Regions from separate parts of the Mus musculus genome. Here regions 1, 2, 3 and 5 are each linked to region 4. Evidence: chromatin contacts called from public Hi-C, HiChIP or PLAC-seq and Micro-C data. All regions are on one chromosome and are shown on one strand. The core of a region is the stretch at or near the end of the contact, and the rest is flanking DNA. Distances in the headings are between cores, read along the strand shown.

Region 1 (4,512 bases), core at 1,935-4,434, 410 kb before region 4:
GTGTACATAAGAAGGGGAAATGGGTGGGAAATATTTGTGAATTGAGTTACTTTAAAATAATACAGCTTGATATTTCTGCTATAATTTCTGCTATAACCTGTGATATAATATATATTTTCAATATCAAGTTTTCAAGACTACATTTAGGTAGCCTGATTAAATTTGAAACCAAAAAAAAAAAAAACTCTCAATGAAGAGAATGTCAGCATAGGAAGTATGATTGGTTTTACTCTGTAAAATAGCTACCATCCTCAAGCAAAAGTCAACAACCTGAATCTTTTTGAAAAATGAATTTGGGAAGCGTATTTAAATACATTTCCATGAAGGTAAGGTGGTACATTCCTATAATCCCAGCACTCAGGAGGCTGAGGCAAGGAGACAGAAAATTCAAGGCTAGAGTGGACTACAAAGGAAGTTCCAGAACAGGCCCTGTCTCAAAATAAAGCCATTCCCAGCCCCCCTGCCCTACCCCACGCCCCACTGTCAGGTGTGGTGGTACACTCTTTCATTCTAACGCTTGGACTGACCTACAGACCTCCATTCCAAGCCAGCTAAGACTAAAAATGAGACACTGTCTCAAAACAACAGTTTCCCATTTCCACAATGTTCTCAGAAAGTTATGTGACTTTATTTGGTTATCATGACTAAGTTACAACAGCACTTCACCATTCTAGCTCGTCTACCTTTACATTTATTTCCTAGCAAGCAGTGTTTACAGAAAACATCCCTATTAATACCTGTCAGACAAAAATCATTTTTTTCCAACCATGTTGCTTCTGGGGTTCCAACTCAGGTCCCAGGCTTGGTGGCAAGCACTTTTACCCAGTGATCCATCTCACTAAGCCCTTTATACCCGTCACCCTGTAGGTCCATATTATACTTTATGTTTGACATCTTACTCCATAACCTTAAAAGGACTGATTCTAAATGTACCCTTGTAGGATAATTAATATGCTGATTTTGAGAAAAACAACATGTTGAATAAAAAATTAACAGTTAAGAAGTGTTAGGATTTAGCGCGTGCCTGTGGTCTAGCACTCTGAAGGCTGATGAAGGACCACAAAAATGTCAAGGCCAGCATGGGCTACAAACATAGTGAGGTCTAACCTAGCTATGCTACAGAGTAAAGAGTTCTAAATTCTGAAATGGGAATCTGGTAAACTAAGTAATGAATCAGTTTCATCACTAAATTTGCTGTGACCTACTGCTTTGAACCTCAGTTTCTCTCCACAGTACAAAGCTGCTACAGGAATTCATAATATAGAACCCAAATCTAGCACTCAACAGAATACTAGTACTGTTTTTCATGCCCATCAGGCCGATGATGAACACCATCAATTAACCTATCAATTTCAATACTAGAGCACTGTTGAGTTCTTGGAATTTAATTAAAAACATTACCCCTATTTCCTAGGAAATCAGGTATTTTCGGGGGTGCTGTATTTGGGGATTTTCGTAAACTTTTATTAAACCTAAGATTTTACTGCATGTTTTTTTAAAAGATTTATTTATGTGTTTTATCTGCATGGCCCGTGGAGGTCATCGGATACCCTGAAACTGGAGTCAAGGACAGTTGTAAATCACCATGGGTTCTGAGCAGGGTCCTCTGCTAAAGCAACAAGTGATCTTAATCCCTGAGCTGCCATCTCTCTAGGCCCTCTTCTCACTTTCTAAAAGCCAAAGCATCTTATATTGTATGTGAAGACAAAACTTAATGGAGTTACAATTGGTAACTACTGACTACCTGACCTGGGAACCTGCTCAGGTCCTCTGGAAAAGCAACACGTGCTCTTAACTACTGAGCAGTCTCTCCAGGCCTTAACTAAAATATCCTTAAATAGGATGCTCCAACAGAATCCTTGACAGTAACCTTAAAGTAGGGTAAAAAAGAAATCTAGCTGCATTTAGTTGTTAAAATGTCTAAATCATTTCAAGTAATAAAATGGACATCTAATTTTAAAAACAAAACAAAAAACCCTACAAATGCAATCGTCATAATTTACAAAGAACGAAAGAAAGAAATCAGGCTGAGCCAGCAAGCATAAGACACACAGTTTACTAAGTAACGAAACAGTATCCTTCTCCTTACTTTTGCTCCCTATGTGAAATCCTGTTTATAATACCGACTCGTCCTGCTCAAACACCCTCACCAAACTATTTCGTGGTAGTTGTTAGACTTCAGCTAATAAGTACCTGGGAACCTGCCACAGAGTCAGTTTTCCAAAACGCGAAACCCACAAAGAGTAGGTCTTGAACCAAGTTTTGCCCCAACGACCTTGGTCCTAAAGATTAGCCTCTCTCCCTCCGGCCGGTCCGTCCACGTGCCGCCTGCTGCGGTTACCCAGAACAGTCTGCATGTCAGGCAAAGAGCTAGGGGACCCGATCCACAAGAGAACGAGGGTTGCTAACAGCACCCAGACTATGCCATCCCTCTCCTAACAGGATCAACTCCCCAGCGTCATGCACACAGTCCCAAGAATGTTCCCTAACCCAAGTCCTGCGGGGTTCACCCTGTGCCTTGCTCTGCTACCCAGTCTGCCTAGCGAGGTATGGAGCGAAGCTGGCGGCACAGGAAACTCTCCATCTTACACCACTACACCCCAGTGCCAGGCGGAGGAACAAGGCGGTCAGGGAAGGAGACAGCACTAGAAAGTAAAGAACCAAGGCAAGAGGAAAGTAGGATGGAGAATCCTGCGCCACGCCACCACCACCTCCACTTCAGGGTTCATCCCAAGGCCCTTCCTGGCCACCAACCCAGCGGACAGCAGGCCTGACCAGGGAGAGCCAGCCGGAGTCCCACTAATCCCCCGTTTCTCCGGACCCGGCGTCCTCACCATCAGAACTTTGGCCGCGTTCTCCAGCTGAGCGATCACTTCTGGGGGCCCCAGCGCCGCCGCCATCATGGTCTCTCTTCAATGACGCGCCATGCGCTGCATTCTGGGAGCAGGCGCCGCGGCCGGCCAATCGCCGCCGCGACCCCGGCGCCTCTCGCGCCTCCCGGGCTGTCGCAGCAGCCGTCGGCGTCGCGCCCCCAGCGGCCTGACGGGACCGCCGATTCCTGAGCAGCTGGAAGGAGACAAGCGTGAGCCCGGTCGCGGCGCTGGGAGGAGGGCGGCGGCAGCCGGCACCGGGCGAGGCCGAGCGGTTGGCTCTGTCAGCCGCGGCCGGGCATCCCGCGCGGGTCTGGGGCCTGCGCATGCGTGGTTCCCTGCTGGGTGCGGGCCGCGAGGTCCTGGACCGGAGCCGCGCAGCCCGTTAGCTGCGGGTTAAGGTTTGGGTGTCCTGCCCGTGCGGGAGCTTCCTCTCGCTCCCATAGGCTGTCCGGTGTGGAGCAGGATCTCTTAGCCTTGGAAGCGCTCTCCTAAGGGTGCGTCTACGCCCAGAATTCATGCCTCCCGCTCCGCGGTTCATTCCGCTGTGAGAAAAGGGCATCCGTGGACGAAATGCTTGGTTTTCTTGATTTTTGAAACCCTCTCCCTAACCACTTGGCTTCCTGAAGTCAGTAAGGGCTCAGCTGCCGCCAGCTTTGGACTTCAGGAGTTTATAATAGCAATGCTAAGTACAGAATCTGCGAGGAAAGGTGCGTTACAGTAACTTCAACGCGCTGTCTTCTCTCCGGTTCTTTAAGGTTTTGTTTTTCAAAGTCTACGTCCAGGAAAGTGATCCCGACATCAGCTAGTTCAATGTTCAAAAGGTGGTCTAGTTGAAGTATTTGTATGTTTCGACCTGACAGCTCCATTTTCTGAGTTTTGTTGACTGCCTGTTCTGCTTTCTGGGGAAAATCCACGTTTTTGAGTTCCTTCTGTAGACTTCCTGGTTTTCCCAGAGATTTGTAAGTCTGCCCTCCGCCCCTTTGAGGTTTTGTGTCTTCGAAATAGAATTGCATTAATTTTTAAATGATTTATTTTTTATTTTATGTGCATTGTTTTGTGTGCATGTATGTCTGTGTGAGAGTGTCAAATCCCCAGCAACTGGAGTTACTGATGATTGTAAGGGTGCTGGAACTGAACCTGAGTCCTCTGGAATTGCAGCCAGTGCTTTTAACCACTAAGCTATCTCTCTATTACTATTGTTTCTATTGAAACAAATGTAAATTCTTCTCTTCACCCCACCCACTCTCAGTGCCTTTATTTATTTATTTTATATGTAAATACACTGTAGCTGACTTCAGACTCCACAGAAGAGGGCATCAGATCTCACTATGGATGGTTGTGAGCCTCGATGTGGTTGCTGGGATTTGAACTCAGGACCTTCAGAAGAGCAGTCAGTGCTCTTAACCGCTGAGCCATCTTTCCAGCCCCTTTTCTTGTGTTTTTAACAGGATTTTTCTATTCACGCTGTAGACCAGGCCAGCCTCAAACACAAAGATCCACCTGCCCTCTGCCTCCTCAGTGCTGGGATTAAAGGCATGGCCAATCGGTTTTTTGTTTGTTTGTTTGGATTTTTTTGACTTCTCTACTATTTTTGAGAAGTAAATTAATGAGATTTTTTTTTTTTTGCTTGAGAAATAAA
Region 2 (4,942 bases), core at 1,078-3,577, 450 kb after region 4:
AGCACAGTTGGGGTCTTGGATGGCAGAGTTAAGGGACTGGGGAAAGGCAGGACGAAAAAAATCTATTCCTTCCCATTCTTGGGTCCAATGGGACTGTGGGAGAGGATGTTGGGAGCACATCTGGAGAAGGGCTTACATATTTGCTTCTTTGTTTTTGTGTTGGTGAGTATTGCAGGAACTGCGTAGAACAATTTATAAAGCAGTATTTGGAAGGGGCCTTCCAGGCTATAAGGGACATCAAAAGTACAGGGCAGAACCAACTCATCTTTTTCCATAGCTCCTCTAGGGTGTGTGGTCCTAGAAATAAAGATCTGTAGCCACTGGATTGCCAGGAATGAAGGCTTTGGGCATCACCCTGAAAATATGCTTTCTGGCCCATTGTCTTCAGTGTGGTCAGCTCTTGGCTTCTCTGTGGCTGAGTTGAAATGTGTTTGAGGATGTGGGTATATACCACTAGAAGTTGAACTCTTAACAAACAGATAGACAGCTGACCAAGTGTTGTCCACATTTGGAAGTTGATGGTAACCCTATCCCGCCATAATTGACAGCATCAAATCCAACAATTCAAAAGCAGATGATTTTATTGGTACTTTCTCCCTTCACCCCTTGCCCTGTTTCCAGTTCCTGTACTGTAAATTTCCTTTGCAGGTCTATCCAGTGCTCTTAGTGATTGTGTGAGAAATCCCCATAGACCTACGAGATCCCGAGGAAAAGCCTCAGGATAAGAGCCTAGAACCTTTCAAATAGATTTTTTTTTTTTTTGTAAAAGAAAAAAAAAAAGTTTCAGTTGTCTGGTCTCCACCCCCTGCAGATCAGAATTAACAATATCTGGAAAGGCTCTGAGCAGAAAAGTGGAGTAAATTAGGGGAGTCCTCTGGGACCCCAAACAATCTATGGCTTTGTGTCCTGTGTCTAGAGGAAACATTAGCACATTTGAGGTGACCCATGGCTTGGACCCTTCTAATAAACTAGTTTTATGAAGAAAGATTGGGTTTAGACATAAAACGTAGGGAGTTAGAAAGGTGGTTCAGTGGTTAAGACTACTTGAGCTTCCAGAGGACCTGAGTTTGAGTCCCAGTACCACATGGCAGCAAACACTTGCCTGTAACTCCAGTTCCTGAATCTTCTGTCCTCCGTGGGCACCAGGCACATACTCACTGCACAGATATGTATGCAGGCCAACACTCATACACAGAAAATAATACAATAAAAAAAAACATAAAATGGAGATAATAGTCATAGTGACCATAACAATATTATAAGTGCCTTGATCCCAGCGCTTTCCATATATGGAGCACTCAAGCCTTAGGAAGCCTGCTAACTCTATGACGTAGCACCTTGTTTACCCTTTATGGTAAGTAAACCTGAGAGGCAAAAACTGGTGGAGGCTGAGAAGCCTCAGGTCAGAAAGATGCCATGTGCTGATGTCATAGGTTGTAGTGCAAGTACATGCAAAATACCTTATTCTAACCTGATGTGCACGATGCCATCCAATCCACACCCGTGCTTCAGCTTCTGAAAAACTACTCAGGTGATTTGCCATGGAGAAATGAAGGGTATTTACTAATGCTGCTACCAGTGAAGTAATGGATATTTCTAATAATTGTCAGGGTTCGCATTCTTGCCTGCTTTACAAGTCCACAGTGTTCTGGAGAGTGTTCACACGTGCCTCAGCTTCTCCTTCCAATTCTTCTCATTTGACAATAGCCCTGGGGAACACCCGTCTTTCTTTGTCCTTGTCAACAGTGACACATGGGTGACATTGCTGGGCTTCCCACAGTGCATGCTGTTGAGCTGTTGAGTTAGGCTTTCCTTGGTTACAGTCTTTTCAAACCCCGGAAACCCCTATGCTTGCAGCTGCGGACCATTCACAGACTGTTAGGCTGTTCTGGCTGCTGCTTGGGCTTTCCCCTCCAAACATTGAGGTAAGGGAGATAAACCTTAAGGGGTATATTTTTCAAAATGTCTGAACTTCTTTGCCAACAAAGAACTCACAAATGGATAAGGACCTTGCCAACGGGAAACATCCTAGCCCTGACTTCATCCTACCTCTCACTCCATGGGAAGGGTGACTTCTCAGGGTGTTTGTCCCCAGAGATGGACTTCTGACATGGCTGAGGCTTTATGCAGGTAAGAGCTAAGAAAGCACTGGCTTTTCATAGTGAGCCAAGGTGCGGAAATGTCTTATATTTAATTTTTGTAACTATAAAAGTGTGCTTTTCTCTTGTTATTCTTGTTGGCTGTTTAACAACATTTCCCAGCATGGTGGAATGTCACCACTCCATTTTGGCTGTTAGCCCAGACAGTGGATGTATTGTCTGCAGGGAGACTGTCCCAGGTCCTGTTAGAGCTAACAATCTCCTTTGCTGTTTGTCTGGAAGAGACCCTATGACCGTGCAGCGTGCATAAAGTTTCACTGGACATGAGAACATCTGCTACATGACTCAGCACCTCAGGTACACATTGAATAAACCAGAGGTCCAATCCAGAGAGACCCTGGGAGGCCAGCACGGCTCTCTTACTGTCCTGAATGTTTTTCTGCCAATCTCTATGTCCTTTAGTGTGACCTTGCCTAACTTCTTCCTTTGTTCTCTCTCACTCAGGGACAGTGGTAATCATCTCAGACTTTATATGGAATGGCCCTGCTTTCCTAGTGGTGAAATTCTTTTTAGCATATCTGAAAGGAAAAGAACGAGTCACCCACACAAACATCTCAAACACCAGTATTATAACCCTGGCCACCTTCCGACCAGCCTCCAGCCTCTTGCATTCAGAGAGCTGGCTGGACTCTCTGACCCTCGAGGCTCAGCTACTTTGAGCTCGTGGGTAAGGTCAGGTGAGCACGTGACAGTATGGAGTGCATCCTGCTCTGCTTTAGACAGAGTCTGGGTCTGATCTCTAGCTTTGATCTCAGTGGTCAGAGGAGCGAAAGCCAAGGCCAGGCCTCTCCCAGCACCCATTACTTGTACCCTGGGAGTTCTCAGTGTTTCTGAGCATAAAGGATACATGTGCAGGGTGATCCCAACCTTCTGACTGATGCCATTCAAGGAATGCTGGTTGCTACACAAGGGAATTAATTTTCACAGGTACCATATAGAACCAAATGTTGATTCTCTCTGTCTCTGTCTCTGTCTCTGTCTCTCTCTCTCTGGTCCTACAATTTCCATGGCATTAGCATCTGGGGAAGCAGAGTGGCACCCCATTGGACAGACTGCAAGAGTCAGTGTTGGAAATTATGAGGAAGAAGAAAAACCAGGTCAGACCTCCTCGGTGAGATCTGAACTTGAATATTTCAAAGTTCCTTGACTGAATGTAAATTCTCACAAGGCAAGTTCCAATGAGGAGTTGAATTTGCAAGCTGTAAGGGGACCTCCTTCCTTGTGAAGGTCCAGCATACTCAGCCATCAGCAACTCTTCTGTGATAGGGCTAATAGTGGGTGGCCTTCTCATGTGGCAATGGCTGACTGTCAACCCGTGCACTTCCTACTTGGGGTTGCAAAGGGTGTCAGCACTGTACCTAGGGAGAAGTGAGCTCTCCTATTTCTTTTTTAGTCAGCTGCTTCCTCTCCCCTATAATTTCCCCTGCTCCATTTAGACAGCTGTGTACCCACTGGAAGCAGAGCTGGCTATCCAGGCTCTAGCCAGTCGGAAGTCTTCTAACGCTTTGAAAAGATGTCAACGTCTTCCCACAAATGTCCCCTCCCATGGAAGAGGCCAAACTGTGTCATGGCTATCATCAAGCAGTTTGGGCCTGGAATCCAAGCCTGGTGTTTACTGGTGCTCTGTGACTCTACCACCTGCTGTTTTTCAGGTGGCCTAGAGTTGAAGGAGACAAATAGCCTCTAAATTTATCCTTGTCTATTTGAATGTCCCCAGCAGTCATGGGAGTAACCATCTCGGGTGAATGGAACAGCACTTTACCTTGGTGTCCTGAGCAGAAGGGAGGGGCGAGGGGGAGTGGAAGATGATGCTTCTATTACTAATATAAGCCATGCTCAGCTGCTGGTTATGGAATGCTTGGTGGGATCCAATACTTGGTTTTTGGGAAGTGGGGGTAATCTGTACCTACACCTGGATCAAGCATTGTGTCCCCGGGGTGACTTTCCTGTATTCTCTTGGTTGACAAAGTGCTTGTTTTGCAACAATAAATACTTGAGCTCAAGCACCAATATCTATGTTAAAACAACAACAACAACTAAAACAGATGTGTGGCACACATCTGTAATCCCAGTGCTGGGGAAGGGGAGGCAGGAGGATCCCTGGGACTTGCTCACTAGTCAGTACTGCTCTCTTGGTGAGCTACAAGCCAATGAGGGACCTTGTCTCAGAATTTAAAAAATGTTGATAACCCTTGAGGAACAACCAAGCTTGGCATCTGGTTTTTACAGGCATGTGCACATACATGCATGCACATTTGCACATGTACATATGTATCCATATACACATGAATGTGTACACATTCACAGTGCTGGAGCTTTCCAGCAGGCGAGATGCTGTATATCTATTTTCTTTCAGAGGAAGTGGCACTCATCATATTTAACAGTAAAGATGGGATTTAAAATGTTATGCAACCATTTAGAACCTTGAAGAGTTCTGAAAGTTGCAAATCTGAAAGTTGCAAATCTGAAGATCAAATAAAATGTCTGCATTTGCAGATAAAATTAGATGAAGTGATGAGCTCACTTTGATCGCAGAGTCATTGCTTTCGCTGAGTCCTGAGATTGAGCAGTCACAGAACTTAGGGAGTCAGACCCCTGAGGGGTAGGGGTTGAAAGGTGGACAGCTTGTACCTTTAGGATGGAGTTGATAATATCCTCTATAAATTTGTTCTGAAACTTATTATCTCTTGTATGCTTGAGGTAACACTAGGAAGCCAAAGATGTTTGATGTCATAGGACAACTGTGAAAATGTTTACTCAAAACAAAATTGTTGAATGAAATT
Region 3 (4,711 bases), core at 377-2,876, 330 kb before region 4:
AGGTTTCCCGATACAAACACAAAACCCCCACCCCCGCGTTACCCTCCCCCACATGGTTCCCCAATAGCTTTCGTTCGAGTTTAGTGTGGATTTACCAGCTCCAACCTCCATTCTACTCTCCAGTGGGTTTTAAGGGCCTAGGGCAGGCTATTTACAACACAGCATTTAAAATAACAAGGCATTTTATTGTAAACGTGTTCCCCGCCCATCATTGAAAGTCCCTCCCACCACTGAAAGTCCCTCCCACCAAGGCCGTGATTTCTCGAAGGAAAGAAATAACCCACAGCTCCAATTTACATTTATACTATTCCAACTAGATGGCGAAGCTGAAAAACTCTCAGTTCAAAACTTCGGATTCTGTAATTCTGTATAGCAGCCTCTGTTGGTACCATATGAAGCTGACATTTTGAAGTGTGGTAAAAGTTAAGCAATTTCAAAGGAACCATGGTGAATTCGTTCAACAGCGTTTTCTATACCTGGATAACCAAAATTTTACGAGAGGCTGAATACTGTAATGTATTGTTAACTATAGTTAAGTTAAAAACAGGCTTTCTAAGCAGCGTCTGCATTCCTATGCTGGAAGATTTTTTTTTTTTTGTTAGCGCCTTATTACAACAGTTGCTAAAAGGGGAGAAAAGAAAAATCACAAAAAGTAGCCTTGTCTCCAGATTTAGCACTCAAAACTGGTGAGCATCATTTACTGACCTAACCTGGGGTTAAACTAAAAATATGGAGCAAGACTTGGTACAAATTCCCTAATAAGCGGCTACATTACGGGCAAGCAGGGGAAATTTAAAGGCGTGAAAAGTCCTCGCTCAAACTTTTTTGTCAACAAAATCTGCACGTCCAGTTCTCTCCCGCTCACACTCACAGGCATAAGTTTTCACCCGGCCGCCTCCTGCACGCCGCTGGTGGCCGAAGTCGCCCGGGCGAGACCCGGGCCACGCAGGCGAGGCTCGTGCGTGACCAGCGCTACGGACTCAGGCCGTGGAGTCGCGGCGGAGGCCGGCCCGGGAGAAGTCGGCTCAAAAGAGACGTTACGCAACCGCCCCGCACCGACCGCCGGACGGCGCAGCCGGGGACGGGACACCGGACACCGGGCGGGCACCGCGCCGCCGAGGGCCAGAGGTGCAGCGCGCAAGGCCGCGAGCGCGCGTGGTGGACGGCGCGGCGCACGGAGGCCCAGGCTGGGCGGGGTCGGCGCCGCGGGACGCGGGGTCTGGGCCTCCGGACGCCGCCGCGCGAGCACAACAAAGCCGCCCCGCCGCCGCCACCCGCTGCTCCGCACCCGCCCGGGACCCAGCGGACGGGTTGTCCCTGTCCCGCAGGGCAGCTCGCCCGTGGGACCGGGCGGAGCCCTGTCCCGACAAACTTCCCGGCCGCGGCCCCTCACCTCCGGGAGCGCTCTACACCCTCGGCGGCGTCCTGGCCCGCGGCTCCGGGACCTCGCGCGCCGGGAGACCGGGCGCCGGTGGCGGCAGTGGTTGCTGACCCCGGAGGGTCGGGGGAGCCCGGGGAAGCGGCGGCGGCGCTGGCGGCGGCGGCTCCATCTTCCCGGGGCGCTCACGCCGCGGTTCCGAAGCGCAGACCCGAGCGGGACATTCGCTACATTGTTGGCATTCCACGGGCGTCACGTGACCCCTCCTCCCGCGTCACTCCCGGCCGCATACCAGCCCGGGCGGGGCGCCCGCGGCCTTGCTACCCGCCGCCCGCTCCGCCCCACGGGCCGCTTCCTGCGCCGCCTGGCTGGGCGGCCACCTGCCCTGCGCTGGGCTCGCGTCGGAAGCCCCCAGCCCGGGAGCGCCGGTTTCCCTAAACGCCTCGTACCAGTGGGTGAGAAAAGTAAGTTCACAGGCCCCGGTGCCAGCCACGGAAAGTGCAGCCGGCTGCTGAGACCCGGGCATCAAATAATAAACCGGGACGCCTGACAGCCTGGGCTTAACCGGACGCAGGCTAACCAGCTCCCTCCCTGGGCACGTTTTAGGAAAGTGCCTTATGGTTTTATAAAACACATCAGTATTGCACGAACCAGCCGAGGAGACTGGCGTTTACACTTCGGCCACTCCTTTATCCTCCATTTGGGGATTTGGTCCAGGGACAGACGCTGAGAAATAACAGCGTGGAAGCAAAGTCTTTCGTTTACTATTGGCTGTCTAACGTCACACTCCCCACCAACTTACGATCTGTGGTAAGTGATGGTGGGGACTAATAGTCTTAAAAGTCAACCAGACTTCCTCTTTAATTAGCAAACGTGACATTTGAAGTTTCAATTCCGGAAGAAATTCACAAGAGTGAAGATCATTTGTACCAGTTTTTATTTTTGTCCTCGGGAAGGAAGTCGAGCCCCCTCTCCTGTGCCAAATTCAGGCTGTCTTGTCAGAAGAACCCTTGTCAGGACTGTTTTAACTGCCTCAACAGACTTTAGTCCTGGACTGCCCCTCACCACCACCACCCCCACCCCCACCCCCACCCCCACCTCTCTAATTCCCTTAAGGCTTCTTCCAGAGATTCTCATTTCTTTGTCCTTTGAACTTTAATAATTAAGCCTCTTGCAGATTAGCCTCATTTTCTTTAGTCAGCCTGACCCTGTGTGCTACACTGACATCTTGCACCGTGATGAGAAACCAATGCATCAAGTAATATTCTGTAAAAGAGGAGTCTAGCACTCACCTGGGAACTTCCTCCCCCATCTCCCCAAGCGCACTGGCAACCTTCACTGTGTGTTAAAAGTTCCTATCTCTTGCTCTAAGAAATGTTAGGGAAGCCGGTTAGTGATGCACACCTATAATCCCAGCTCTCAGGAAAGCAGGTGATCTCTGAGTTCAAGGTCAATCTGGTTACAGAGAGAATTCCGGGACAACCATGGCTACACAGAGAAACCCGGTAGAGGGGGAAAGTAGGGGTGCAGAGGGAGGGAGGGATGGAGGAAGGGAGAGAGAGACAGAGAGACAGAGACACCAGTGCCAAGGGATCCAATGCCTTGTTCTGTGGGTAAATGCACACACACATGTGCATATGCTTAGCACAGACACACACATAAATAAAAATAAATCTTTTTTTTAAAAGAACAAAAATAACTTTCTTTTTGTCAAACAGTGGTGGCGCATGTCTTTAATCCCAGTACTGAGGAGGCAGAGGCTGGCTGACCTCAGAGTTCGAGGCCAGCCTGGTCTACTGAGTTAATTCTAGGACAGCCAGGGCTACACAGAGAAACCCTGTCCAAAAACAACGAAACAAACAAATAAGCAAGAACTCTTTGCAACAGCACTATTTATAATAGTGAAAAGCCAAGGACAGCTGGACAGCAGGAGCAGAGAGAGAGAAGCTAAGTAAAGAGGCCGGCTTTATTTCTGCCAAAGGACAAATGATTACAGACAGAATTCAGAACCAATGTGGGGTGAACAAAAGCAAACTGCAGAACTGTACATATGTCATGACACCATCTCCATAAATAAACACAGGCTTTGGACTCTGTACTCACCTCTCTTACATACCACAACCATGATAGCCATAGCCCATTTACAACCATGATAGCCATAGCCCATTTACAACCATGATAGCCATAGCCCATTTAGAAGGAATGGAAATTGGACAGAGGAGGGAACACTAATGTTTTAAGTTAATCTACAGTGCTTGCTGCTTTTATTAAAAATCTGAAGGTAAACTGTCAACATTCTTTTTTTTTTTTTTAGATTTATTTATGTGTATGAGTCTTTGGCTTGAATGTAGGTAGGTGCACCACATGTGAGCCAGGTGCCAATGGAACCCAGAAAGGGGCATCGGGTCCCTCAGAACCAGAGTTGGGGGTGGCTGTGAGCCACAAAGGTGATGCTACACTACTTATGCCTTTAATTTTTAAAATGTTTTTAAATACGCGCATCTGAGACTAGAAACAAATTGGAAATAAGTGTCTTAGATAGGGCTTTGATGAGGGAACTGATCGACAGTCGATCAAGTCAGGCATCATGGAGTGTTCCCATAGTCCCAGCACTCAGGAGAGTCAGCAGGAGGATAAGAAGGCTAAGGTTATCTGAAGCTACATAGTGAATTCTAGTCCAGCTTTGAGGCAGTGAGACCCTGTCTTTAAAATAATAATAATTTTTAAAGTATAGTATCTGGTCATAGTGATTCTAGGTGATATTTTTGTCTTATAACTTTTGATATATCAATACATCAATAGTAGGATAGCCACCAACAACAAATATTTTTAAATTAGCAAAATAAGTACATTTGCGTGATGTGTGTAGCTGAGGGGAGAGAGAACACAAGGCCAGGTGAGCACAGCAGCATATTTAGTAAGAAAACCAGCATCTATAGATAGATATGTTATTTGTGTGTGCCGTGTCGTAGCCTAGAGTGATGGTCTAGACGTGCACTTTGTCTCACACAGTCTTCAGAGGAACCATGTTATTAACCCTTTCTGATAGAAGAAGACCTTGAAGTACAGAGAGCCAAGTAATTTGCCCGGGATCAAAGAGCTGAGATTTGAATCTAGGTAGATCTAACTGCAGAGCTTAGGAGCACTGAATTACAAGGCTCTCTTCAGGTAATCGCAAGAAGTCATGATTACAATGTACTTATAAATACAGAAACAAGCCAAATTAACCCCTGTGCATTTATAGTGTTCTTAGCTTGTTGTTCTGTGGCTGAAGATGGAAGCCAGGGCCTCGCAGGTACTAGCTAGGCAGGCACTGTGCCACTAAGCTGTCCC
Region 4 (4,511 bases), core at 1,733-4,232:
TACCATGTGTGTCTAGAAAGCAAAGCCACCATCTTGTTGTAAGTCATTGAAGAGTATTGGTAAAAACATCCTACAAGCTGAATGTGGGGAGTCTGTAGTTATGGTATAGCTCTGAAGTAATCCTGAAACCTTTTGCCATGGGAGCCCGTTGACTGCTTGGAAAGAAACGTTATAAGGTCAGGGAAACAGCAAGGTCATCGTTTCTATCACTGTGTAGGGAAAGGACCAAATGTAAGTAGCAAAGAAACCTGATGGGCAAGCAAAGAGGCAGGGAGTCAGGAAAGCAGCTTGCAGGCAGAGTTAGGGATGCAGATGAAAGGAGCTAAACTAACTGTAGTGGGAATGAGATGCGAAGGGCTGCTTGCAGTTTCTACCAACAAAAGTGCTGGGTCAGCTACTTTACTCTCTCCTACTGCTGCATCACTTTTAAAGGGACAGGATGCTTCAAGACTCAAAGGCGGAAATGATCTCTGCTCATAGGCTAAGAGGCTAAATTCAGACCGAAAAGACTTGGTTGGAGACAGTTGGTGGAAAAACTGCCTTGGAGGAAATGTCTGCGCCCTGTTCTCCATCCTTTTACAAAGTGCCTTCCTGTCTGCATTTCATTCTCTCGATCGCTTCTACCATTAAAAAAAAAAAAAAAAAAAAATCAACCTGGCACTTTGTACCCAAAGGGTACAAAGGCAGCGCCCCTGCTTAATCCACGGCCCTTGGCGACTTGGGGTGATTAATGCGAGCTACTCTAATGGTTTATGAGAAGTGTCACTTCCTCCCAGTTTCTTGTATCTGCCACTAGGCAGTTAGCGTTACAGCCTGCTCTCTAACACCGTGGATGAGACTGCTGTAAATACCACACAGCAGGGTTCTTCTGCAGTGGAAACTTGTAAGCCAGACTCAAGAAGCCAGTGCCCGGACTCCCGATGACCCCAGACTGCGGCAAAGAGGTGTGGGAGTGGACAGAGGGGAGGGTCACCTGGCCCCACTCTTTTCCCTTGGGGCCTTGCGGGAGCACGCTTTCTAATCCCGGGGGCAGGGGAAGGTCGCTCCAGGGATGGGCACCTCCAACGCCAGCGAAATCTGCAAATTCATTGCTTCCTCCGTCTTTGGGGCGAAACCCTCTGGTCGGAGTAGGGCCAGCCCCAGGGCTTCGCCGCCATAGGCTGACTTCTCCCCCAGAAAAAAGCCTTTTATTTGCTTCTCTACTGCAGGGCTCTGGTCTTTGGACTTTGCTTCCCTCTCGCACGCCGTCGGGAGCTGCGCTCAAGTCTTAGCAACTTTCACCATCTTGACCCGAGAGTCTAAGACAATGTGAACAAAGAGGAGCGTGGGGGGGGGGGGGCGGGGGGGGGCGACGACCAGGCCTTCGGGCGGGCTGCGGAGACAGTGCTTGTGTTGGGGACGCCGCGCTCAGCGGATCGGGGTGCTGGCTGGTGGCTGGGCGCGTACAGCGCCACCGGCGGCCCCTGCCCCTGGCTGCCCTGGGCAGTGCGTTTCTTTGTCCCTGCATGGGGCTGGGCTCAAAGGCTGCTGGCCTCGAGCAAAAGCCCTGGCCCGGGACCAGAGCTCCGGCTTCCAAGTCACCCGCGGCAGCGAGCGAGCCCTGAGCAGCGAACAGCGCCCGTGCCCAGCCGGCGGCTCCTGTCTGGCTCTTAGGCTATGCAGAGAGCTTCGGGCCATGGAGCAACCCTGGAACTCGAGCCTTTCACTTCCAGGCAAAGTAGAGCTCAAGGTGGCAAAGCCCGTCCTGAGTAGCTTTGTTTGGGGGCGAGAGAGAACTCATTGGAACCTTCTCCCTGAAGACGCACACTCAGATCTGGGGCGTGAGTCGAACTCAAGGACAGGGGCTGTTTTCAGGCGCCCTGGGTGCCCTTTGCTCCTAGCCGCGGGAACCTGGGGGGAGGCAGGACCCGAACAACTCAAAGATGCGAACCAGAATTCCCTTAACAAACCCGAGTGTGGGCCCACCAGTGTGTGTGTTTTGTGTGTGTGTGTGTGTGTGTGTGTGTGTGTGTGTGTGTGTGTGTGTGAGGGAGAGAGAGAGAGAGAGAGTGAGAGAGAGGGAGAGAGAGAGAGAAGAATCTGACTCACACCCAACTGTCTTACCTGCAATATTGTTTGCGCGTCTGTAAGTCTGGCTGTAGAATGAAAGAGAAACTGCCCTGTCCAACCAAGCTCCCTACACCAACCCTTCCCTCCCAGTCTATTTTATAATGCGACGCAAGGTTACAGAGTCCGCGCGAAAACTGCTTTCTCAGTTCCCCTCTGACCCTGCGTCTCTAGCAAGCTAGATTTCTTGTGGCCGAATGTCTTCGGGCTGCTGCTTCCCGTCTCTGGCACCGCGTCTCCGGCGTCTCTAAAGCCGGGTTTCCTAGGTCGTCCTCCCGGAGAAGTCCCGCGCTCTGCCCGCCTGTGCCCGGCCTGCGGCAGAGCGGCTCGAGCGTCAGGGCGGGCGCTAGGACCGGGCGGAGCGGGGCGGCCGCCGCGCTACCTTAAACCCGGCCCAATGCCGCCGCCTGCGCCACTCTGCGCGCCGGCGGGGGCTGCGCAGGAGGAGCGCTCCGCGGCCACGGCGCTGCGCGGCCCGCGCGGCGACACCTGTTCGCGGCAGCCCGGGCAGCACGCGAGCTCCGGGACGCGGTCCTCGCCCGCCGCTTGCCGCTCGCCTCACTGCAAGCCGCTGGACCTCCGCAGAGCCTCTGCAGCGTTCTGGATACTAGCTTTGGACGCCGAAAGTTTTTTCCCCCTTCTTTTTGTTATATTATCTTTATTTTTTGGAGGAGGGACTGGGAGGAGAGATTTGTCGCCGCCGCCAACGTGAGATTTTTTTTTTCCCCTTGAAGGATTCATGCTGATGTCTGCAGAGTCGGTTAGAGAGTAAAAACAGCGCATGCCTTTCTGGAGTCAGGATCCGTAAATTCTGACGTAGCCCGAGCATCTTAAAAATCCCTGTAATATCGCCCAGGCACTTACGTTGCTATGGTCATTCTGATCTCTAAGCAAATGGAGAAACTACGGATTTTTTTCCCTTATTACGGTCGGATGGGATGAAGACCTTTCTGCCTGCTGAGAGTCGAGGCTCCATATGTAGCGATGCATAGCTGTGTTGATCAATGTCAGTGTGTGAGTATAAAGTGGTGGCTTCTTAGACTATCAGTGGTTTGACCTTGAACCTGTGCCAGAGAAACAGCCGATTACTTTTATTTATGCATCGGATGGATTGAAGAAAAGAACCCTTTTTCCCTCTCTGTCTGCAACTGCGGCAAGGGAGGGGAGTTGGATATACCTCGCCTAGTGTCTCCTGGTTGATACCATCATTATTGTTTATTCTTGTGCTTAAAAGCCGAGTCCTCTGATGGCTCCCTTAGGTGAAGTTGGGAGCTATTTCGGTGTGCAGGACGCGGTACCGTTCGGGAACGTACCGGTGTTGCCGGTGGACAGTCCGGTGTTGCTAAGTGACCACCTGGGTCAGTCCGAAGCAGGGGGGCTGCCCCGGGGCCCCGCAGTCACGGACTTGGATCATTTAAAGGGGATTCTCAGGCGGAGGCAGCTGTACTGCAGGACTGGATTTCATTTAGAGATCTTCCCCAACGGTACTATCCAGGGAACCAGGAAAGACCACAGCCGCTTCGGTAGGTATGCCTTTAACCCCTCACTGTCCACGCGCTGACACGGTCAGATTATTAACTACCAGAAAGGTGGTGGTTAGGCGGGGATGCTCGAAGGGCTATATTCTCATATTCATAACCCCTGCCCCCCACATCTTTGAGTATCTTGCCAGCCCAGGGAGGGGAAAAAGCCTCCGGAATTGCAGATCTGCGTCTGGCATTGGTGCAACTTCACCCTCAGAAGGCCCTTCTTTTCTTTTTCTTCTTCTTTATTTTTCTTAAAGGAGGGTGTGTGAGTGTGAGTATGAATATAACCCAAAGCCCAAGTTTTTTCATTTGATATGTGAGACGATAAGGTTTAAGAAGTTTCTTTTTAAACGGACCCATTTCCATTAGTTTAAAGCTTTAACCACTAAGAACTTTAAACTGCATCCAGTTTCCTGTAGGTAGCTGGTATCTTGCTCAAATTAAGTTTTTTTTTCTCCCTTCCCTTTTCCTCTAATAAGCATTCTGCCTGAATTGTAAATTAAGCGTGTCGTTTATTCCCGGTGGCTGGTCTGAAATCTCTCAGGCAAAGATTGCTGGGTGATCTGGGGGAAGCACTGAAGTCGTGTTTTAGATCCGAAACATCCGGGGCAGAAGCCCCTGGGGAAACTGACCCGAGTGGGGGCGGAAATCCCACTAGGGGTGCCGGCTCTTCCATCCGTTGGTTCCCAACCTCCGCTTTTTAATTTCCACAGCGTGTAGCCTTGTGTGGGTTTCCTGAGTGGCTTTCTGGTGTGAGTGTTTGCGTGCGCTTGCAAAAGCTGCAGGCTCATTTTAAAGGGCATTCCGAAGATTTCACGTTCCGAGCAGGGTACTTGTGACTCAGCACCGAAGGCTGCAGACTCAGGTGGGGACTCTGCC
Region 5 (4,662 bases), core at 2,095-4,594, 430 kb after region 4:
AGCCAAGTGTGTGGTCTTTGGCAATTTCATAATAGTCAGCTCGGGAGACGGAGTGGGGGGGGTGGATTGCTGGAAAGAAATGATTGCCTCTCTCTTTACGATGACAGAAAACAGTTGCAATTCAAAAATGTGAAAGGTTCTGCAACCCCTCCCATTTGTCAAATCCTCAGGTTGTCCCCCGCCACCCTTCCAGGTGGTGCTTTCCATAAAAACCTGGGAGAGCCACACTCCTCAGGGTGCCCTGGGGGCACAGCCATTGTCATCTGGGAGAAACTTGAGAATTAATGAGACTTGGAGGAAAGGCTCTGGATTTTTCTGCAGGGAATTGAGACTCATTTCCTACCACATTCTACAGCCTCTGTCCTGCTCTCCTGAGCATAGAGTGTGTCCCTGGATTTCCCAAGCACAGTTGAAGGAATTCTTGTCATCCCAGGCACCAGCCCTGTCTGCATCATTGATTTGCTTTACATTGTCACAGGACACAGCAGGCTCATTGAAGCTGAGAGGTCCTCTCCTCTCTGAGTACAAAGCAGCTTAGTAAAAACAGCTTCTAATTAACTGCCGCCCTCAGAATAGACCAACAGTTCTGACTTTTTCATCTTTTAAATCTTTCCCAAGGCTGGTTTTTATTATGTAGAAATGTAGTCGAGATGCCTGGGGCTGAACTCAGAGCTAATTCCACCTCTTCATGAGTGTGTGTCCTTTGCTTTACTGGAAACATGGAGTGGGAGACTCAGCAGAGGCCTCGCAAAGTGACGGAAAAGCTGTATCCCCTGGACCGGCTCACAGTTCCCTTTTCAGCACAGTGTTAGGTGTTGGCCATGCAAAGGGGTAGAAGGCAATGGAGTCCTTGATTATTCGGTCAGTGAACATGGGGGTTGCAGTACTAGATTGGGAAAGGTCCTCAGAGTATCCTATATGCAGGGCTTCTTAAATGTGTTCTGTTCTTGACCCTTTTATTCCTAAGAATCAGTGTGTGAAAGCGTCACTTCCCATGTCCACATGTGTGCCTTTGGAGGCCTGAGACCACTGTCAGGGGTCTTTCACAGTAACTCTCCACCTCAGTTTTCGAGTCTTTTACTGAACCTGGAGCTCAATAATTCAGGGAGACTGGCAAATTAACTAACCCCAGTGATCCTCCTGTCTCCATGTTCCCAGCACCAGGAAGGAGTACAGGTGCACTCTGGTACACTCAGATTTTCTGTGTGGATGCTAGGTACCTCGGGTCTTCATGCTAGCATGCTCTTTATTTACCTCTCGTGAGAAAATTTTACATGATATCAAGTATGCAGATATATCAAATAGCCATACAAGCCAAACTTTTACTACTAATAATAAACCATAAGAAAAATGTATTTTAAAAATATTTTGAATGTATGTAATCTTACTGTTTAAAGACTATGGTGGTTGGAATGAGAATGGTCCCCATAGACTCATGTATTTGAATGCTTAGTGCCCAGTTAGTGGAACTGTTTGAAAAGGATTAGGAGGTGTGGTCTTGTTGGAGGGAAATGTCATGGCCCTGGGCTTTGAGGTTTTCAAAGCTCACATCACGCCCCACCCCCTTCTCTCTCTGACTGCTGCCTATGGACCAGGATGTAAAGCTCTCAGCCTGACTCTTCCAGGACCAATCCTGACTGCTTTCCTACGGGATAGCAGTGGCCTCACCCTCTGAAACTGTAAGCAAGCTCCCAATTAAAAGCTTTGTTTTCTAAAAGCATTGCCTTGGTCATGGTGTCTCTTCACAGGAATAGAAAAGTGGCTAAGACAATGACATAAGGAGATTTCTGAACTAAGGAGATAGATGTGTTTGCTTATTTTTATATCCAGAGGGACAGTTAAATGGCTCAGCAGGTAAAGGCATTTTCCACCAAGCCAACTGAGCTCAAGCCCCTGGCGGGTGGGTAAACTTTAAGAAAATTAATTTTACAACAATTCTTTGGTATACTGAGAGAGCTGACTTCTGAAAGCTGTCCTCTTCCCAATGCCCTGTCCCTTCCTCCCCCTCCCCCTCCCCCTCCCCGTCCCCTTCCACTTCCCCTCCCCTCCCCCTCCCTCACTGTCTGACACACACACACATACAATTTTAAAATATATTTTTATATTAAAAATTAAATCTCAGCTGAATATTTGATAAAGAGAGACACAGAACACTGTCAATGCTTTTTGTAGTTATTCCATGTCTTTATTTTATAGTTATCATTGGTGAGAATATAGTCTTAAATATGTCAAGTGGCAAAAATACTTAGGACCATTACAAATTGTTGGGAATTCCATACTAAGTAAAAATTTAACTTTTTAAAATGGAGTTTGAGTTAGTTGCTTAACATTAATTCTTAAACTTAGACATTCTAACACAATATATTCCCCAAAACTATATTGATAATTGCATGCTAAGGAATATGGTAAAACAATGTAAAATTTTTGTTTTCCCATAGCTAAACCATTATGTTTTTACAAAAGAAAACAAATGAATAAATAGCAATAGCAAGCAAGCAAATAAACAACAACAACAACAAAAAAAAAACCCTTGTACTTGGAGTAAAAAGAAACTGGAATTAATAACACACAGTTATGTAGAGTCTAAGCTGAGATGTTTTAGGCAGTGTTCATTCACCCTGCATGGCCATTACTTGAGTGATGCAGAGTGTGTATGCGCTTTCAGAACCAAGGCCACAGTGAGGTGGCACCATGCATCATGGGAGAGTATGTCAGGAGCAACTTGTCTACCTTGTATATTTGATTTTGAAATAATTTTTGGGCATTTTTACATGTGTGACACACATACATACACACACACACACGAGAGAGAGAGAGAGAGAGAGAGAGAGAGAGAGAGAGAGAGAGAGAGAGAGAGAGAGAGAGAGAACCCCTACAGGGTCAGGGGTTTTAAAAGTTGTCACTCATGGACTGGTGAGACAGCTTAGTAGGTAAAGATATTTGTTGCTAAACCTGATTTCAGTCCTCAAGACCTACACAATAGAGGGCTAGAACTGACTCCTTCAAGTTGTCCTCTGACCTCTTCACATGCTCTGTGGCACTCATGCACCCAAGCAGACAGACTCACACTCAAATGCCACATAAATAATTAGTTTAAAATGAAGCAACTGAGCTGCAGATAATTGTGATATTTGCAGGATGTGTTTGACAACATTAAAGCATTCCTGCGGTTAGTTGATGGCCTTTCTAGTACTAGGTCCTAAACAACAGGCTGATGAGGCAGCCCAACGGCACTGTCCCAAATCCTCAGAAGGAGCGATCCTCTAACTCTCTGCTTACCTCCATCACAGGAGACCGCATGTGGCTGCCAATCCCACAGCTGTGTTGTATCTGCTGGATTCTCCTTGGAAGTTGGACAAAACTGCACATCCACCCGCAGTCCTCTAAGATGAGTCAGGGGCAGACTAGCCTCTAACACGCTCTCTCTGGCACCTATTTTTGGATGTCTGTGACTTTGATTCTTCATCCTCCGTAGCTTCGAGACTCTGTTCCAATGACATAGGTCAAGTCCTCTGTAGTTCTGGTAAATTATCAGCAATGTAAACTACGTGCATCTTTGCCCTAGGAATGATTACTCTGCAGGCTGAGTCTCTGGATTCTTCTGCTGTGACAGATTCTCCTGTTGCAATGAACAAGAAAGAAGAGAGATGTCCAGGAGCTGAAGAAAGCAATCATTCCCAGAGCTGGCTTAGACAAAGAGTGCTCTTAATTCAAACTAGTAGTCGTGAAAACCCTTAGTGAAGGGGGAATCAAATGGGTACAGCGAGGTCCTGTGTCTGGGCAACACTTCAGAAAAATGATAGTAAAGCCTAGACCTAGGCTATGGGGAAAATGGTCAATTTGGTACTTGCTGCTCTTTCTTGGAGAGTGAGTTGCCGTGAAAAGGGTGAAGCATAGCTATCCAATGACAGTAGGGAGAGGTTGGCACAGCTGGGTATGGGCTGTAGCATCATAAGACATGCCGTGGGCCTTTGGCACAGGAAGGGAAGGTGTTGTAGATGAGAAAAACCTTGGATAATGGACACATGTCTTTGGGGAGGACGTAATCATGGACTAGCGCAAACCTGCTTTCAATTAGAGAACTCATTAGTGGCCACCTCTCCTCAAAAGCCTTCTACAACCTGGTAACGCTGTGCTATTTGTCCTTTGAAACTTTTCTGAGGTTTTCCGCTGTGCCTACCTGGCCATAGTGATATTGTCATAATGTATGTGGTGGGTGTGGACTGTGTCGGATTCCCCTAGACTCTCCCCTCACTCCCCGGTACTCTAAGGAGTATTCCAAAATATTTGTTCAGTTGAGCCACTGCCCGTTCCTGGGAGTTCAAGATCCATGCCAGACAAAAGGATTAAAGGACCGGGACATATCACGCCACGCCATGCTACGCCCCTTGCACAGCATTTTCATCGAATAAGAATGCATTTGAAACAAACATCAAAGGCAACGTTAGAAGTGTAAAGTAGTCACAAAGGCTGCAATGAGGCTGGGCTGCATGTTTGGGGCACAGAAGGGACATCCATTCTGCACTCTCTGCAGAGTTCTGCATAGTGTGCTTTTCAGTGCACTGTGTCGCACTGGGACTCTCTCTCTCTCTCTCATCACCAGCTGGAAGTCCCTTCCTAACTATTTATTTCACTCTCTTGGTATTTTACACCACCAATACA

What was found. A called contact is a pair of places that touch in the nucleus more often than the background predicts. HiChIP or PLAC-seq counts read pairs in DNA pulled down with a chosen protein or histone mark.
Region 1: a Micro-C map of embryonic stem cells shows a contact between it and region 4, with 5 times the contacts expected there. The contact joins the promoter of Xpo4 here to the promoter of Fgf9 in region 4. A contact is called at or near these places in 1 of 39 promoter capture datasets (pre-B cells), 1 of 484 Hi-C or Micro-C datasets (embryonic stem cells) and 1 of 115 datasets of contacts at active chromatin or transcription factors (embryonic stem cells).
Region 2: a contact with region 4 is called in an H3K4me3 HiChIP or PLAC-seq map of stem cell-derived neural progenitor cells, with 13 read pairs. The contact joins the enhancer-like site here to the promoter of Fgf9 in region 4. A contact is called at or near these places in 2 of 39 promoter capture datasets (cranial neural crest and hippocampal neurons), 7 of 484 Hi-C or Micro-C datasets (the C2C12 cell line, embryonic stem cells, myocytes and 2 more), 12 of 115 datasets of contacts at active chromatin or transcription factors (craniofacial prominence, embryonic forebrain, embryonic limb bud and 7 more) and 2 of 9 other capture datasets (embryonic stem cells and liver).
Region 3: a Micro-C map of embryonic stem cells shows a contact between it and region 4, with 5 times the contacts expected there. The contact joins the promoter of Lats2 here to the promoter of Fgf9 in region 4. A contact is called at or near these places in 3 of 39 promoter capture datasets (all in embryonic stem cells), 14 of 484 Hi-C or Micro-C datasets (differentiating embryonic stem cells, embryonic stem cells and hematopoietic stem and progenitor cells), 4 of 115 datasets of contacts at active chromatin or transcription factors (all in embryonic stem cells) and 2 of 9 other capture datasets (adipose tissue and embryonic stem cells).
Region 5: a Hi-C map of uterus shows a contact between it and region 4, with 4 times the contacts expected there. The contact joins the enhancer-like site here to the promoter of Fgf9 in region 4. A contact is called at or near these places in 3 of 39 promoter capture datasets (the C10 cell line, cranial neural crest and hippocampal neurons), 13 of 484 Hi-C or Micro-C datasets (the C2C12 cell line, cerebellum, embryonic stem cells and 5 more), 14 of 115 datasets of contacts at active chromatin or transcription factors (cardiomyocytes, craniofacial prominence, embryonic forebrain and 8 more) and 3 of 9 other capture datasets (adipose tissue, embryonic stem cells and liver).

Annotation. Positions count from the first base shown.
Region 1 is chr14:57,662,054-57,666,565 of GRCm38.p6, forward strand. It overlaps Xpo4 (exportin 4), which reads right to left and starts at 3,185. Exons shown (of 23, transcript NM_020506.2): 1 at 2,835-3,185. The coding sequence starts at 2,903.
Region 2 is chr14:58,518,809-58,523,750 of GRCm38.p6, forward strand. No RefSeq gene overlaps it. Among named protein-coding and RNA genes, the nearest start is that of Gm33430, 92 kb to the left of the region's middle. Within about 2 kb of position 2,328, at least 24 of the 459 cell types and tissues checked have an H3K27ac peak or open chromatin away from gene starts, as enhancers often do. A contact at or near this core is called in neural progenitor cells and stem cell-derived neural progenitor cells, where this site is marked.
Region 3 is chr14:57,744,497-57,749,207 of GRCm38.p6, forward strand. It overlaps Lats2 (large tumor suppressor 2), which reads right to left and starts at 1,627. Exons shown (of 8, transcript NM_015771.2): 1 at 1,394-1,627. Gm52140 reads left to right here. Exons shown (of 3, transcript XM_030248241.1): 2 at 799-1,842. The coding sequence ends at 1,816.
Region 4 is chr14:58,069,704-58,074,214 of GRCm38.p6, forward strand. Fgf9 (fibroblast growth factor 9) reads left to right here and starts at 2,983. Exons shown (of 3, transcript NM_013518.4): 1 at 2,983-3,629. The coding sequence starts at 3,353.
Region 5 is chr14:58,499,742-58,504,403 of GRCm38.p6, forward strand. No RefSeq gene overlaps it. Among named protein-coding and RNA genes, the nearest start is that of Gm33430, 73 kb to the left of the region's middle. Within about 2 kb of position 3,345, at least 8 of the 459 cell types and tissues checked have an H3K27ac peak or open chromatin away from gene starts, as enhancers often do. A contact at or near this core is called in the C2C12 cell line and uterus, where this site is marked.